2 separate regions of the Mus musculus genome follow, and region 1 is linked to region 2. A link is a contact called in public Hi-C data. All regions are on one chromosome and are shown on one strand. The core of a region is the stretch at or near the end of the contact, and the rest is flanking DNA. Distances in the headings are between cores, read along the strand shown.

The links. A called contact is a pair of places that touch in the nucleus more often than the background predicts.
Region 1: a Hi-C map of cerebellum shows a contact between it and region 2, with 2.0 times the contacts expected there. A contact is called at or near these places in 2 of 39 promoter capture datasets (hippocampal neurons and maxillary cranial neural crest) and 1 of 484 Hi-C or Micro-C datasets (cerebellum).

The regions. Positions count from the first base shown.
Region 1 is chr19:23,139,651-23,142,665 of GRCm38.p6, forward strand. It overlaps Klf9 (Kruppel-like factor 9), which reads left to right and starts at 1,576. Exons shown (of 2, transcript NM_010638.5): 1 at 1,576-2,609. The coding sequence starts at 2,105.
Region 2 is chr19:22,636,503-22,639,791 of GRCm38.p6, forward strand. All of the region lies in intron 1 of Trpm3 (transient receptor potential cation channel, subfamily M, member 3), which reads left to right. Among named protein-coding and RNA genes, the nearest start is that of Mir204, 110 kb to the right of the region's middle.

The DNA of each region.
Region 1 (3,015 bases), core at 326-2,825, 500 kb after region 2:
GATTTTTTTTGGGGGGGGGTTCGAGACAGGGTTTCTCTGTGTAGCCCTGGCTGTCCTGGAACTCACTCTGTAGACCAGGCTGGCCTCGAACTCAGAAATCCGCCTGCCTCTGCCTCCCGAGTGCTGGGATCAAAGGCGTGCACCACCACCGCCAGGCAATGGAGGGATTGTAAACCCGCAGTGTTGACTGTATGCCCTGCTGTAGATCCTTAGCTATCATGATGGAAAACAACCCAGCACTCATCTCAGGAAGAAGCACACTGAGTTCATCAGACTCCCAACCCCACACTAATTGTTGACCAAGTAAAGCCACAAGATTCAGTTGTTAAGGCTCTCTGGATGATTCCAGTTCTCAGGACTATTTAACACAGTTAATATTTCACAGGGGTGGCTCCTCTAAAGCAGAGTCAGGAATCGGGAACCCTGTGCTTTTTTTTTTTTTTTTTTTTTTTTTTTTTGAGTTCTGCGGTCGTCTACCTGATAAGGTAGACCAGTCTTGTTCTCTACAATTGTGAAGCAAGAGGAAGGAAAGGCTTGCCCAGCAGGAACAGGGAGGAGTCCCTACAAAGAAAAGGATTTTTTCAAGTTATGCAAATGCAATGTCTTATTGGTCTCAGTTTATGGGTTAAGATAGCTTCAAGACAGAGCGAATTTAGAGTCAAAGGCGCCCAAGGAAGTAGGAGGTTTAGCAAAATGCCAAGATGGCGGTGCTTTTGTGTAAGAACCATTTAATACGGAACCGGATCTTTTGTTAGCTGTGAAAAATTTTAGATGAATTTCTCTTGGTTAATGTGTGGGGTGAAAGAACTTTTAAACATCTAAGTGCTGCATTCCAAACAAGAACGAATTGATGCTGTCTCATCCGAGTCTGTCCTTGGACAACGTGGCCTGCCATATCGAGGGTTTAAAATTTGACTCACACTTAGTTTATTAAGCACCCCGTCCTTCCATCTATATTTTAGAGTTAGCACCAGCAACACAAATATGAAAAGATCTGTCCGATTCACTTCTGCTCCGCAGGTTTACAAGTGTCGGGCGCTTCCTTTTGGAACGCCCTTCTGATTGGCTGAGCCAATGCCAGTGACATCAACCAACTTACTTTTGATTGGAAGCCTGGTTGCTGGGACTGTAGCGTTTGCAGGAAGTCACTTAACTGTTTGAGGGCTGGGAACCCGAAGTTGAAGTTCTGTTTCGTCCCTAGGGATGGGCGTAACTGCCTAGGGGAGAAGCGTTCCCAAGCCACGCCAGCTGGCACGTGGGCCGGGAGGCGTAGGCGCGCGCGCGGTCTGGGCGGCATCTGCGGGGATGCGCAGCCGCTGGTTGCCGGGCTCCGAGCAGTTTCCCTTTTAAATGTCAGCGTTCGGGGCTGGAGGGGCAGCACGCGGCGGCGGAACGGAACGGTCGGATTGGCCGCGCGCCGTAGTTCTAGACGCACCTCTCCACCGAAGGGCCCTTCTGACTGGCAGGGGGAGAAAGTAAACAGAGTTGAATCACCCTCCCCACTGGCCAATTGGAGGGGGCCTGGATTGTGACGTGATGGGATTCTGCGAAATTGTTACTGAGCTGGAGAATGCCGGAGAGGCGCGGCGCGGCAGGACCAGGGGCTCAGCGGCCGTCGGCGGACGCGGGAAGAAGTGTCTCGTAGGCGCGGAGCCCCACTCAGCCCCGGCCCCCCTCGTCCGCGTACTCGGCTGATGCCCCGGGGCGTCAGCTCGGCGGAGAGGCGGTCGAGGACGTGCGCCTGGCTCGCAGTTGGCTTTCTCTGGGACTCCGACACGTTTGCAGTCGAATAAACTTGCGACCGCCACGTGTGGCATCTCTCCGAGGAGGGCGCGCCCATCGTGGGATCGCGCGGGGCGCCGGGCAGGGCGGCGGCGACAGCGGCGGAGCCGGCCGCGGCTGCTGCGTGCGGAGGCGCTGCCGGTTACGTAAAGATGAGGGGCTGAGGTCGCCTCGGCGCTCCCGCGAGTCGCAAGCTCCCGCGCCCCCGCCCCCTCGGCCGCGCCGCACCGCGCTCGTCGTCCGAGGCCAGGGCAGGGCTAGCCGAAGCTCCGCAGCCACCTTCAAGTTTGGCCGCACCGCCCGGGCTGCCGTCGCCCGCACCATGTCCGCGGCCGCCTACATGGACTTCGTGGCTGCCCAGTGTCTGGTTTCCATCTCCAACCGCGCCGCCGTGCCGGAGCACGGGGGCGCTCCGGAAGCCGAGCGGCTGCGACTACCTGAGCGCGAGGTGACCAAGGAACACGGTGACCCGGGGGACACCTGGAAGGATTATTGCACGCTGGTCACTATCGCCAAGAGCTTGTTGGACCTCAACAAATACCGACCCATCCAGACCCCCTCGGTGTGCAGCGACAGTCTGGAGAGTCCCGATGAGGATATAGGATCCGACAGCGACGTGACCACCGAATCTGGGTCGAGTCCTTCCCACAGCCCGGAGGAGAGACAGGATTCTGGCAGCGCGCCCAGCCCACTCTCCCTCCTCCACTCTGGAGTGGCTTCGAAGGGGAAACACGCCTCCGAAAAGAGGCACAAGTGCCCCTACAGTGGCTGTGGGAAAGTCTATGGAAAATCCTCCCATCTTAAAGCCCATTACAGAGTGCATACAGGTTAGCGGCGTCGCCTCTCCCCCGCTTCGGGCTTTAGCTAACCTTTGGCCGGCCAGCATTCCTGGGCGCCCAGGACACCGCACTCGGCCTAGAGGCTGCAAACATTTTGGAGAAGATGCTGCTTAACTCCTGCACTCTCTCCTTACTTGGCTCCAACCTTTAGGAGCCACCCGAACCCACCCCCACCCCCCCAACCGCCGCTCTGAGCAAGTGGCTTGCGTGGCTCGGCCTGGAGCCGGCCCGCCCCTCCCTTACCCGCCCCGCCCCCGGGACTCCGTACCCCGCCGCTGCGGGGTCGCCCCACCTGGGGAGACGCTGGGGGGTAGGGTAGTCAAATGGCGCAGCTTTTATCCCATTCCCTGGTGGGGTTGCAACGGAGGGGTCGGCCTGGGAGGGGAGCCGCACT
Region 2 (3,289 bases), core at 224-2,723:
ATTCTTTAATAGTCAAATAAATTTATAAATACAACCTACTGAATCTGTTTAGTGTTGCTTGCTTATATTTTTCAGGGCCAACTACTTGGTATTGGATAACCACAGGGTGCTCATCACTGTAGGAAAATAGCTCTCTCTCTCTCTGTCTCTCTCTCTCTCTCTCTCTCTCTCTCTCTCTCTCTCTCTCTCTCTCCCACCCCCTGGCATTTTTAATAGCCTTTAGCTTTTCATCAAGACAGTGGGGTCTTGTGAAATGTCTCCTGTTCACACTGGCATGTTTACCGGTGTTAAGGTAATGCGGGGCCTGTTTAAGAAGGCATATTGTTATTGCTTCGTATTCTTGACACCATTTACAGACACCTGCATTGCTTGATGGGCAAATAAACACTAAGCTATACCTTCACAAACAGATATCAGTCATGGATAGACATAATAAAGACAAGTAGAATAGAAAAATAAGGGAATGAACAAAATATCCCAGGAGTGCAAGAGAAGGTAGGTTTAATTCTGGCTGAGGAAAGCGATAAAGAGATATTATGTTGAGCATTCAAGAAACCACTTAGCATTCAAGAAACTACCAAGTGGGACTAGAGTGACAGCATGGTCAGTGATGGACTTCCTTCACCAGCATGAAGAGTTGAGTTAGATCCCAGTGCCCACAAACCAGCTCTCTTCCCCCAAAAACAAAGTAGATGGCTCCGAGGTTAATTTATGACCTCCATACGCACATGCATGTGTGCATGTGTGCACAGATGAAGGCTACTAAACAGGTATTAGGAGGTTGAGTAGTAGGTGCGGAGGGCTCTTCCTGTGGGAATGGAACATTCCCTGTGGGAAAATTATTTGCTGAGAGGGGACCTGTTTCTTAACCAGGGCTGTCTGACTACAGCATCAAGTGACCAATGAAGAGAAATGAATGTTCAAGCTGGAAAAAGTGAGGTCATGCGGGGAATTGGCCTGCATGCTTAGCTGTTTGAAATTTCATTCTTAGCAAATGAGAAGCTCTTAGAGGATTTTTTTTTCACTTAGTCTGATAATCTTGTGCTGTAGGAAAATTACTGAGCAAGGTGGGATGCAGAATGTTGGAAAGAAAAGAGACCGGCTACAGAAAGAATGACAGACAGACACTTCCCACTGGGTGTCCACAAACAAGGAAGAGATACTGAAGACTTCGATGTGATCAACTGCAATGGATAGGCAAAGGAGTGGAGTCTCTCATTTTGTTCTTGAAACTCTGGTGCAGTTTTTTAGATGTTTTGAGGGAAATCTTACATTACCTGGGGCATTCCAACAAACACATGAGAAAAATATGAGAAACTTGTACAGTGTCTTCCCCTATGGCTACCATCAGGCATTACATATTCCTCATCATTATTTTCATGTGCAAACAAGGACATGTATTATTTAAACTCCAGAGTTCAGAATGCACCAGCCTCATACCCTCTTTGCCAGTAGGTGTTCCTCTCTACTCAGAGTTCTGACTGGCTTCACTCTACAACTGCAGATTGTCCAAGCCAGGGCTCTCCACTAGTTAGAGGTCTAGATCGCTTACTGCACTGCTCTTCTTATTTCTTTTTAAAAATTCTATTGGTTTATATTAATTATACAATATGACGGGTTTTATGAAGACAGTTTTCCTTAAGTGTGTCATGGACTGTAACCAAATCATTTACTATATCCCCACCTTCCTCTCCCACTCTTCCTAGTATCTCTTCTCCCCATTATCCCTCCTGCTTTTATGTCACATGTATATGTGTGTGTTTATATGTCTATATACAATCTAGGATCAACATATGAAAGTAAACATGTATTATCTGAATTTGGATTGGTTTACTTTAATATGATGATGCTGTATCACATCAATTTTCTAGAAAAACTCGTAATTTTATTCTTCTTTACAGCTAAACACATACTTTTCTTTAACCATTGACCTGTCAGTGGACAGCTAGGCTGAGTCCATAATTTGATAGCTGTGAACAGTGTTCTGATAAACGTGTGTGTGTAAGCATCTCTCTGGCACGCTGACTTGGAGCCCTTCAGGAGTACATACACCCAGGAGTGGTAAAGATCAGCCATATGCTAGTTCTAATTTTAGTCATTTGAAGGACCTAGATACTGATTTCCACAGTGGCTTGGCTAGTTTACAGTTCCACCAGCAGAGTAGATATGGCACTGTAATCTCATCTTGGCCAGAATTTGTGTTATTTAATGACTGCCATTCTGACTTGAAAGAGATGGGACCTCTGAGTTTTTATTTGCATTTCCCTGATAACTGAGGGTGATCTGCATGTCATCGTGTATTTATTGGGCATGTTAACTTCATCTTTTGAGAGCTTTTTATTCACTTCATTAGTCCATTTGTTGATTATGTTGTTTGTGTTTCTAGTAGTGTTTTGTTTATTTTAGTTTGATGTGGGGGGAGGTTGGGGTGTTGTTGTTTAGATATCCTAGATATCTCTGTTATATATAAACAACAATCTTTTTCTCCCATTACATTGGCTGTCTTTTCAGTCAATTATCTTGCTTTTTAGAAGCTATCAAATTTCATGCCATCCTCTTAATTAATTGTTGGTACTTTTCTGAGTTGCTGTCTTTTAGAAAGTCCTTTACATGTCAATATCTTGAAGTCTTTCCCTATACTTTTCTATAACAGCTGAAGAGGCTCAGATCTTACATTAGGGTAGTTGATCCATTTTACATTGATTTTGAACAGGTAAGACATAGGCATTTAGTTCCATCTGTTACATGAGACTATCCAGTTTTGCCAGCATGATTTGTTGAAGATGCTGTCTTTTCTCCAATGTGTATGATAGCATCTTGGTCAAAAATAAAGTAGCTGGCACTGTGTGGTTCCTCTATTATATACTGCATGTATCTGTGCATCTGGTTTGTACCACTATCATGCAATGTTTGTTGCTGTGACTCTATTTTGTAACTTGAAGTCAGATTTTATGGATCAACTAGCATGGTTCTTCTTGATCAGGATCGCTTTGTCTGTCTAAGGTCCCTTTTGATTCTATATGATTTTCTTTTTTTTACTATTTTTAAATTGTTTTGTTCTTGCTTCTTTAAAAAATAATTTATGTATTCACTTATATTCCAATATCAGCCCCCTTCCTTTCACTCTCCTCCTCTCACAGTTCCTCCCCTTCCTTTCTCCTCTGAGAAGGGGGATCCCCCTGGGCATCACCTCCCCTCATCCACCCCAATTCCCCACACACACATTACTCACTGCAGGTCTAAGCGCATCCTTTTTACTGAGGCCATAAGAAGCAGCCCAGTAGGGAAA